Regions from separate parts of the Mus musculus genome. Here region 1 is linked to region 2. A link is a contact called in public promoter capture Hi-C data. All regions are on one chromosome and are shown on one strand. The core of a region is the stretch at or near the end of the contact, and the rest is flanking DNA. Distances in the headings are between cores, read along the strand shown.

Region 1 (4,683 bases), core at 1,124-3,623, 46 kb after region 2:
TGAGATTATAGGTAATTGTGAGCCACCCATTATAAATGCTGGAAACAAAACATGGGTCCCCTGTAGGAACAGCACAAGAGCACAGGTACCATTTGGCCGCTGGGCCACTGCTCCAGTCTGAGTCCATTTACTCTTATTGTCTCTTCTTGTCATTTTCCCACTGCCACCTCCACCCTCCACCCCTCCATCATGGGAGAACACTTAGTTCTGGATCATCGGTAGCAGTTCCTGGATGTTTGGTCTTAAACACAGGAGAAGGCTCAGTCGGCTCCATTCCTTGTCTCTCGGAATGCAACCCCCCCCCCCACACACACACACACAACCTTCCCCAAACAGACAATTCATTATCTTTCTTCAGCGTTTCTGCAATGCTCTGGTTTCATCTTGGCCATAACTTACATAAACTTGTTTTATCTCCATCTCCTCCCCAGATTGAAAATTGGTCAGTGCTATCTGCCAGTGTGTAGTGTGTATGTGGGGGTTGGGGGGGAAGCTGCACTTGCTCATGTGGGTACCTTGGCTGTCAGAGGACAACATCAACCTGTCACCCCCAGTCTCCATTTTATTCATATACTCTTTTGAGACAGGGTCCCTTGTAGCGCTCACCATTTTAGCTAGACTGAGTGACCTATGGGACCCTGGGATCTTTCTCTGTCTCCCCACACCACCAGTGCTCAGATCACAGACACACCACTGACTTTTAGGATGGATCTGAACTCAGGACTCAAGCTTGTATGGAAAACTCTTTATCCACAGAGCCATCCCTCCAGCCCAACCAGCCCTGCTTCATTCAGTCTTTTGTCTGCTTCGCTAGGCTCTTCCTTTGGCTGTGTCCAGATGGGGCCCTTGGCCCTTTGCTCTTTTCCTACTCTGCTCTTTGGGCGCCTGCCACACTTTATCTTTTCTTCTCTACTCATCCCTGTGCCCACCCATCTCTAAGACCGTGCAGTAGCTCCCAGTTTCCAGAGGTCTAACTCCTAGCTCCTTGCCACCTCCCCCAGGCTAGTCCTCGCCAGGAGGACTCCAGATCTGTGAAAATGCCATAGTCCACCTTCTGCACTGCCCATCACCTCCTTTCATGTCCTTTGTCACCTCATCCTTTACCATCCTAGCAGACAAGATGTGCTTTGAGGCCAGAGCACTCCAGCTGCACCCTTATGAATCATGTATGTTTGGCAAACTTATCCAGAGCCTCCTCTTTATCCTAAAGTGGTTTACGATAACAACCTGTTTTCACGGAGCTTCTCACAGGACTTCGGGAGGAATAATTCAGTGACGGGCTTAGCCCGATGCCTGGGATGTAGTAGGCATTCAATAACTAGTAGCTGGTGTTGGGATCTGTGTGTCCTTTTATGGAGGCTCTCATCATGCTCTGCCTTGGGAGAGGACTAACACGGAACACTTATTAAATTCTGAGGCACGACGGTACACAGGAGTAGTGAGGGCAACATTTTATAAAACGGAGATGAGCCAGTGCTTGCACACAGGTCTGTGTATGTCCCTGTTCCACACCTCCAAACTACCAAACAACCACAACGTACACATTATCTCTGTAGATCTCTGTAGTCACCCCATAGGGACCCACAGACACCACACACACACACACACACTGCCCCGACCCTCCCCCTTGTTTAATTCCAGCCTTTCCTCCAGAGCATTGGTAGAGCCCCACTGTCTCCTACATACCTACCTCCGGCCTCCCTAAGCCGGGACCCCTGGAATCCTTTCTGATACTTGGTATCCTGTTTGTCTCAGTGCTTACGGTTTCTCACTAGGTGTAACCTTCTACACCTTGGCCCAGGAGCCTCCCTTTTCACTTTAGTAGCCCCAGAAGCCCAGGGCACTGCTGGTGTTCCATAGAAGGTGTTCCACAAATGTGGGACATTCAGGGGGTGGGTGATCCCTCTCCCTCTGAGGGGTAAAGGAGCGAACTTCCCAGAGGGGTCTCCCGACCCCAGTGAAGCACTGCCCAGGTTTGCTCTTCTTGGTTCTCAGCACCACCCCTCTTAAGCCCCCGAAACCCTTTCTCCGATGTCAAGCATTTTTGAGCTCGTTTTCTTCCAAACCCGGCGGTCTCCCCAGACCCCTTTTCTCCAGTGTTAAGCCTCAGCCCTTCTCCCCCAGGGCTAGCCTGGGGTTACAGACCCGGGGCCCGGCCAGCCGCCCTAGGGCCAGAATTATTTATCTGGCCTCTTCACCCTCCCTCAGGGTTGCCCTCTTTGCACCCGGGGCCTGGAGCGAGCGCCTCCCGCAGCCCCGCCGCTGCCGCCTCCCGCAGGTCCCGTTCGGGCGCTGCCCCCGCGCCCCCGGCCGCCCCTCGCCGGGGCGGGGCGCGCGGAGGCGGGGGCGCGCGGCGGCCGAGGCGGCGGCGGCAGGCGGGCCAGGCGCGCGTCCGCGGCGCCGTGACTCGGCGGCTCCGCAGCGGCTGCAGCGGGAGGACCCGGCCGGAGCCGCCGCCGCCGCCGCCGCCATCGCAGCCGGGCGGCCGGGCCCCCGCCGCCGGGATGCCGAGGAGCCGGGGCGGCCGCGCTGCGCCGGGCCAGGCCTCGCGCTGGAGCGGCTGGCGGGCCCCGGGGCGGCTGCTGCCGCTGCTGCCCGCGCTCTGCTGCCTCGCGGCGGCGGCGGGGGCCGGGAAGCCGGCCGGGGCGGACGCGCCCTTCGCTGGGCAGGTGGGCAGGCGCGCGGGGTCGAGGCCGGGGCCGGGGCTGGGCAGGGGGCGGCACCGACCGGGCCTGGTTCGGGGTGCCTGGCGCCGGGTCAGCGCGAGGGCCGGGCGGGGCCCGCGGGCCGGGCTCCGTTCAGCACCGCGGACAGAGGCAGCGGGCGGGGGCGGAGCGGAGGGTCGAGGTGGCCGCGGTGACGGTGGGGCGTGTGGCCTGCAAGGCTGTGTGTGAGGGAAACCGTACGCCTCGGAGTAAATAGTAAGCGCAGCCAGTGTGTTGTGGGCTGGAGGAGAAGCCGAGGATGTTGGAGCTGGAGAAGGGGGAGGGAAGAGGGCGAGGAAGGACCGGATCGCGGTCTTGGTAGCTGAAGGGCCGTCGGGATAGGCGAGATCAGCGTGGCCCCACCGGGCAGAGCTGAGGCCAACGGACCGTGGGGGGTGGGGGATTACAAGAAGGCACATTTCGGCCCAAGGCAGGAAGTTTTTAACAATTGGAGGTGCTCAGCCAGCCCAGGAGGCGGTGAGCTGCTCATCACTGGCATGTGCAAGTAGGAGCTCCAAGAGGGGATTGGATGGATGCATGCATAATGCCTGCATGGATACATGCATAATAACAACCGTGCACTATGGGCCAGACTTGGCGCTATGTTTGATAGGAATTAGCTTATTTAACCCCAGCATGTATCCTGTGAGCTTGTTGTAGCACCTGTCCCCATTTTACAGATGAGGATAGAGACCCTGAGAGCTTAAGCAATTCGCTCAAGGTCACAGAGCTAGTGGTTTGACTCTAGTCTGTTTCATGTTTAAGCCAGGACATTATGTCGTATAAGGTCCGGGACAGTTGTACTAATTTTGTTGCTGTCTCCCAGCCTAGAAGCCTGCAATTCTAAAAAAAAAAAAAAAAAATAATGTTGAACCAGTGTTAACGTTGCTGGAGGAAATTGGTGATTGCCTGAATTATCCCGAGAGAAGTGTGTTTGTTAAGTAGACAGGCTGTTTAGAAGAATCTGCCAGAACAGCAGTTTTTAACTGGGCAAGGGACTCAAGGGATCATAAATTCTCTGAAATTTTCTGCTAATTTGTGTTTATATGTGAAAAATGTGTGTTTTTCTAGAAGGGAAGCTCCCGATTTCCTCAGCCTCTCCAAAGATGACATGTTTAAAGAAAATTTAGGATGTGTGAAAGAATCCTTTGCCGAGCTAATAGTCTGCCTCTTCAGGGTTTATAATCATTAGCTGACTTTCAATGAAAACTTTCTCTAGTTTGTGCTTTTAGCTCTATCAAAGTGACGTGGTTCATGGCTTTTCACCGTAGCAAAAGCAGGATTCTTCCAGACTTCCTGAGTGTGTGCAGGGTGAAGCAGAAGGGTCTGCCCTGGGGTTTAGTATGTGTGGGCTCTCACCTGATCTTACCCCTGGCGGCTTTGTGACTTTGATCTCTCACCATCTCTGAAGATGGAGCTGAATGAGCTCAATTTGGAGACCTTTTTATGTCTGTGGTATTTTGCACATTAGGAGAATACAGTTTGCTTAGATGTGTCAGGATTTGAAGGGAAGGTTATGTTTACACAGCACTTGTCCATACCAACCTTACAGGCTTCCATTATCCCACCTCTCCCACCCTTCTCCATTCCCAGCCTAAGCTTTCCCATCATGAAGGGCCACCTCCCGGAACAGTCACCTGACCTCTGTCTCCAGGTGTGGAGTTCTTTCTTTTGTAGAGAAAGGATACCTTCTTTTCTTCTCAGGTCCTGTCCTGCTACTATTCATCCCATCCTTAGATCTTCTGAGCAGTGCTCGTTTGGCCACTGCCTTTGGGAAACAATCCACAGAGCACCCTGATCCCTTTCACAGGTCAAACCCGATAGCCTGGAACACAACACCTTGTGTGTGGAGTACTGTTATCTGCACTGACTTACGTTTCTCCACATTGGTGTCCCACTGACGTCTTTTCGTCCCCCTTCTCCCAGCCCTCCCCCCATTTGGCATAGCATTTCCTTACCTGAGAGGGTTTAATATGAG
Region 2 (5,240 bases), core at 1,550-4,049:
TGTGAAAAGACAAAAAAGTCCCGCTGCTTCATAAGAACATCAAACACCAGATTCACAACTGCCCAGATCTAAGCGAGGCATAGCCATGTCCCTATCCATCCCACTTACAGTTATAACAGAGGAATCAGAGGGAAACTCCGAGTCCCTTGACTGCCTGGTGCAGCAGTACTGTAATTAACAGGTCACCTATGTCTCCTGGCATTCTTCCCTACTATAGAGAGGCAGCACGGAATTACGGCGTGGTAAGAGTTGGGGAATGTGTTACGTATGACATCAAAAGACTAGAAACTACCAGTTGCTCACAAGTTGAAGAGTGACAGACAAACGGATACAAACAAGTACAAATGTATGACATTATTAAGGTTATCGGGAGTTCTGTGTACTAACAAGATGATCATGCTGTTCAGTGGAAAACACGGTGTATGAAGTAAGCCACACAGCATGTTTTCATCTGCATTTCACAGTGCTGGGAGGGGGCTGGACAGACAGCTCAGGGCTTGAGAGCCCTTACTGCTCTTGGAGAGGACCTGAGTTTAGTTCCCAGCAGCAATGTGGGGGTTCACAGCTGCTAGCAACTTCAGTTCCAGGGACTCTAGCCAGGAGCCCCCACAGGCTCCTGCACACATATGGTGTGCCTAAATTCATGCAAAGCAAACACATATACTACTAATAAAATTTAAAAAGCCATACTGACAGAAAGCAAATGTGCTGCTGTTAGGGCCAGTAACCACAGAGGGATAATACATAAGGCGCACTTTTTTTTAGGTTAAAGAAGTATTCTTCTATCTGCTAGTTGTGATGGTGATTACTATACATTTTAAAGGGGGTACTTTATTACATGGCAATTATACCTTTAATAAGGTGATTTTTTTTTTACAAAGATACACAGTAGCCAGGTGTGAGATATGCCTGCAGTCCCAGCACGGGGGGTGGGGGGATGATAGGGATTCAGAAGGCCTGAGAGTTTAAAACTAGTCTGGGCCATATAGCAAGATCCTGTCTCAATAAACACATAACACGTATATGCACACCTGTGTAATTGTATAAACTGAGAACATTCTACAATGATCTACAGGACATACACAGGTTGTAGACCTAAGGAATGAGATACTCAGCAAGCATGACTCTATCCTGCTCAGTGAGCCATGTGTTTGCACTTGCTTTCTGTTCCAACTAAGAAATAAAAATTGGCACACGTTCCTAGCTTACTTGCCTAGCCCCTGGCATCAGAGAGCATGCTATCACGTATAAATATTTGTAGTACGAGGATAATGAGGCAGGGGTGAGAGGGAGCACCTGCAATCCAGCACCTGGGAAGGAGAGGCAGGAGCACCCCAAGTTCATGGTCATTGTTGGCGATGTGGTAAGTCTGAGGCCAGCCTGAGCTATGTGAGACCTATCTCAAACAAGCAAGCAAGCAAGAAATAAAAGACCTCAGCAACTGGAGAGATGGCTCAGTGGTTGAGAGCACTGGTTGATCATCTCATACCCACAGGGCACCTCACACTGTCTGTAGTTCAAGTTCCAGGGAACCTGACACCCTCACATGGTTATAGATACAGGCAAACAGCCAGTGCGCACTAAATCAATAAATCATTCTATAAAAACGAAGCAAAACAAAACAAAACAAAAACCAACTCAGGATTACAGCCCTAGTGTCAGTTTTGGCTAATGCAATGATTCTTTGCTCGACTGGGTTCTTTATTCCAGTGAAAATGAAAAGATGATATGGTAACACAGAATTACTAAACGAAAATGAATCAGGTGACTTGTATGTATGGCGGTGAGAGGAGTTGGTATGAAGCTAGACGGGAAATATTTTTCAGTCATAAAGAGTACACCAACTACAAAGGGTCTTAACTGTGGGGAGAATAACGTTCCTCCTGGGCCTGTGCGCCCACCTATAAAATGAAGGAGTTGAGTTTCCTGACTCCCGGGAGTTTTTTCAAAATATTTTGTGACTCCAGAAATGTCCCCAAGTCCTCATACGTGGTTGCCTGTTCGGCTGAGGTGAGTCCAGAGGGCTAGCCTGCCAAGTTAAGCCAAGACTTTTTTGTACTGTGAAAAGCTGTGTAGTTCTGACAGCGCTGGTTTGGACTGAGGGGACGGGGTTGAATCAGCCCAGGTCGGAAACTTTCCACAATCAGTGAGACCATGAAGCCACCAGCCCTCCTATGATCCCGGCCAACCCCCTTGGCCCTCAAGCTGGCTCTACCTGCCCCAGGTGTCGTGCCCATCACAGGTGAGAGGTCTCAGCTCATCGTAGGGAAAGGCATTTTCCAGGTAACTGTCGTAGGCGTGGTAGAACATGGCCTTGACTCGCTCCCTGGTTCGAGGGATGAGAAATAAGGTAGGGGGCCAGAACACAAAACCAGGCGGGAGAAAGGACCAGACACAGGACGGAGAATGGGAACCACAAAATGATTTCTGCCGAGGGCCCAGCAGCGGGACCAGAGCACGTCAGGGTGGGGGTCCTGGGGTGGAGGGAAGGGAAGGGACCCGGTGGGCGCTTGCCACTCCCCAGCCGTAGAGAGCGGGAGCCTGGCCCCCTTCACCTGTAGTGGGCGGGGTCGGGCGCGGTGCCGTCGGGGCCTGGCGCACCATGGTGCAGGGGTAGCAGCACGCACACGAGGCCGAGCGGGATGAGTAGCCGGAAAGGCATAGAGCTCGTGTCCTGTCAGTGCCGCCGCAGCAGCTGCAGCCACCGCCACCAGCTCATCCTCCGAGCCGCGGCTGGTTCTTCCGGGGATACGCACCACGACGCCTGCGCGTTGGGCAAGAAGCCTCTCACTTCCTGACTACAAAGCCCAGGATGCAATGGGCGGTGGAGCCCTGGCAAAAGAGCATCTCGGGATTTCTGGTCTACAGAGAGGAGTTCAACGTGTCTTAAAGACAGTGGTTGCTGTGGCTGCTGTTAATAATGTTTTCACAATCCCAGTTTCTGTTTGTTGAGCACCTTCGGTGAATTAAAGTGTTAGGAGCACTTTACAGGCGCCATCTAGTTAATTTTTGTTTTTTTTCCAAATACCTTTTAAAGGAGGGGCTAGCAGGTACTCAAGATTTGAGCAGATGCCTATGTAAATATGGATGAAAAATGTTCGGCTTTGACTATAATAGACACAGGGTTTGACAAACCATTGTGTAAGTAAACTCTAGAATTATTTTCCCAAAGCCTTAAGGTTTCCAGAAATCCCTTTTGTTCTAGGAATTCATACATTTATGACGGTCTTTCACTTTAGGGTGCCATGAAATCACGGTCCCTTCAGTCTCTAAATCAACCCAGGACTTTACCTGGACCATCTCAGTGGCTGCCATCCCTGGTGAGAATGAAGACCCAGCATTCTTCCTTTAAGAACATCTGGGCCGGCCGGGCGGTGGTGGTGCACGCCTTTAATCCCAGCACTTGGGAGGCAGAGGCAGGCACATTTCTGAGTTCGAGGTCAGCCTGGTCTACAAAGTCAGTTCCAGGACAGCCAGGACTACACAGAGAAACCCTGTCTCGAAAAAACAAAATAAAACAAAATAAAAAGAACATCTGGGCCAGTTTCCCCACTCTCTTGCTAGGTCCTAGACTCTGTTAGTGCGCTATCTACAGCAACCCCCTTCTCTTTGGTCAGTGGAATGAGCTGTAGACAACCCTAGATTTGAAGTTCGATTGGGGTTCATTACGACTCTACCATTCACACATAACCTATATAACCTTAAAGGAGTCCCTCTCATCCTCCAGGCACAGCACCCACATTTATGAAAGGGTTTGTCTAAACTGATATTTGAGATCCTTTTAATTTGAACTTTTCTTTAATTCTAGCATTGCCCAACTCTTCTTTGCTGAAAAATTCAGAGGGAAATGGCTGCTCCATTTATTGAGCAAAGTGCAGGCAGACTCTGCCTTCTTTGGCCCAGTTGTTTGTTTGTTTGTTTGTTTGTTTGTTAATTCTTGTTCTTTGACAATTTCATATATGTATGAATATGTTCTGGTCACCGCCCCTCCCCCATTACCTTCACCATTCTTCTCTCCTCCTTTTTCCTCCCAAACCCCTCCTACTGTCATTTTTTGTGGTTGTGATTGGGGTAGATTAGGTTTAATTAGGGCTGCTTACATAAGCATAGGTGAAGAGTTATAAGCAAGTTTGGAGCACACAATAATATTATTTATTTATGTACATGAGGATTTTGTACATAATTTTGTGCATGCCAGGTCACCTCTGAGGCCAGAAAAGGGTGTAGAGTCCTCTGGGTCTAGAATTATAGGTATTGTGAGCTTCCATGTGGTGCTAAGACTCAACCCAGGTGCTCTAGAAGAGTAGTTAGTACTCTTAACCATTGATCCATCTCTCCAATCCCAATCCAGCATTCTTGAAAATATCCCTCATTAAGTGTCCCAAAGTGCCATCAGTTGATAAACAAATTAAACTCCATATCTAACCCAAAGTGGGTCCTAAATTCAATAAAAAGGTTTTAGTATAGATGGGTCAAGGGTCAATGTGTCAGTGTTAAATTGGGGCAGTATTATTAGGAGTGTGGCCTCACCTTTTTTTCTCATTTATAAATTATGAAGAATATTAATACCTGCTTAATAGGGTTAGAGGATTCAGTGAACCATATAAAATGCCTATAATAATGGCATAGCAAATACTGAGTCACTAGGAGAATATTTTTTAAATACTTCTTAGAGGGGCCAGATAGAAGGGAAACCAAAAGAAACTAAGACCTGGATAATAACACAGGGAGACTGTATAGGTTTCCCAAGCTACTAGAACAAATTATCACCAACATGGAAGCTTAAAGCAAGAGAAATTTATTCTCCCATTTCTGGAATTCAGAAGCTAGTTTCACTGATCCTAAACCAACATTTTGAAAAAGTTTCCCTCCCCTCCTTCCTAATGCTTAAGAGGAGAGCCTGCTTGTCTTAATCAGGGTTTCTACGGCTGTGACCAGATACCACGATTAAAAGCAACTTGGGCAGGAAAAGTCTTATTTGGCTTATATCTCCTAATCACAGTTCACTGAGGGAAGTCAAGACAGGAGCCTAGAGGCAGCAGCTGATGCAGAGGCCACGGAGGAGTGCTGCTTACCGGCTTGCTTCTCATGGCTTGCTCAACCTGCTTTCTGGTAGGAGCCAGGACCACCAGCCCAGGGACGACACCATCTACAATGAGCTGGGACTTTCCCCATCAATCACTAATTAAGAAAATGTCCTACAGCCTTGCCTACAGAGCATTTTTTTCAGCTGAGGATCC

Evidence for each region. Promoter capture Hi-C pulls out the DNA fragments that hold promoters and counts their contacts.
Region 1: a contact with region 2 is called in a promoter capture Hi-C map of macrophages, with 7 read pairs. The contact joins the promoter of Mmp24 here to the promoter of Edem2 in region 2. A contact is called at or near these places in 2 of 39 promoter capture datasets (the SN4741 cell line and macrophages), 1 of 15 datasets of contacts at CTCF or cohesin (large pre-B cells), 4 of 484 Hi-C or Micro-C datasets (the C2C12 cell line, LSK cells, bone marrow-derived macrophages and 1 more), 2 of 115 datasets of contacts at active chromatin or transcription factors (both in embryonic stem cells) and 4 of 9 other capture datasets (adipose tissue, liver, macrophages and 1 more).

What each region holds. Positions count from the first base shown.
Region 1 is chr2:155,772,969-155,777,651 of GRCm38.p6, forward strand. Mmp24 (matrix metallopeptidase 24) reads left to right here and starts at 2,374. Exons shown (of 9, transcript NM_010808.4): 1 at 2,374-2,669. The coding sequence starts at 2,505.
Region 2 is chr2:155,726,676-155,731,915 of GRCm38.p6, forward strand. It overlaps Edem2 (ER degradation enhancer, mannosidase alpha-like 2), which reads right to left and starts at 2,800. Exons shown (of 11, transcript NM_145537.2): 1 at 2,556-2,800; 2 at 2,216-2,326. The coding sequence starts at 2,662.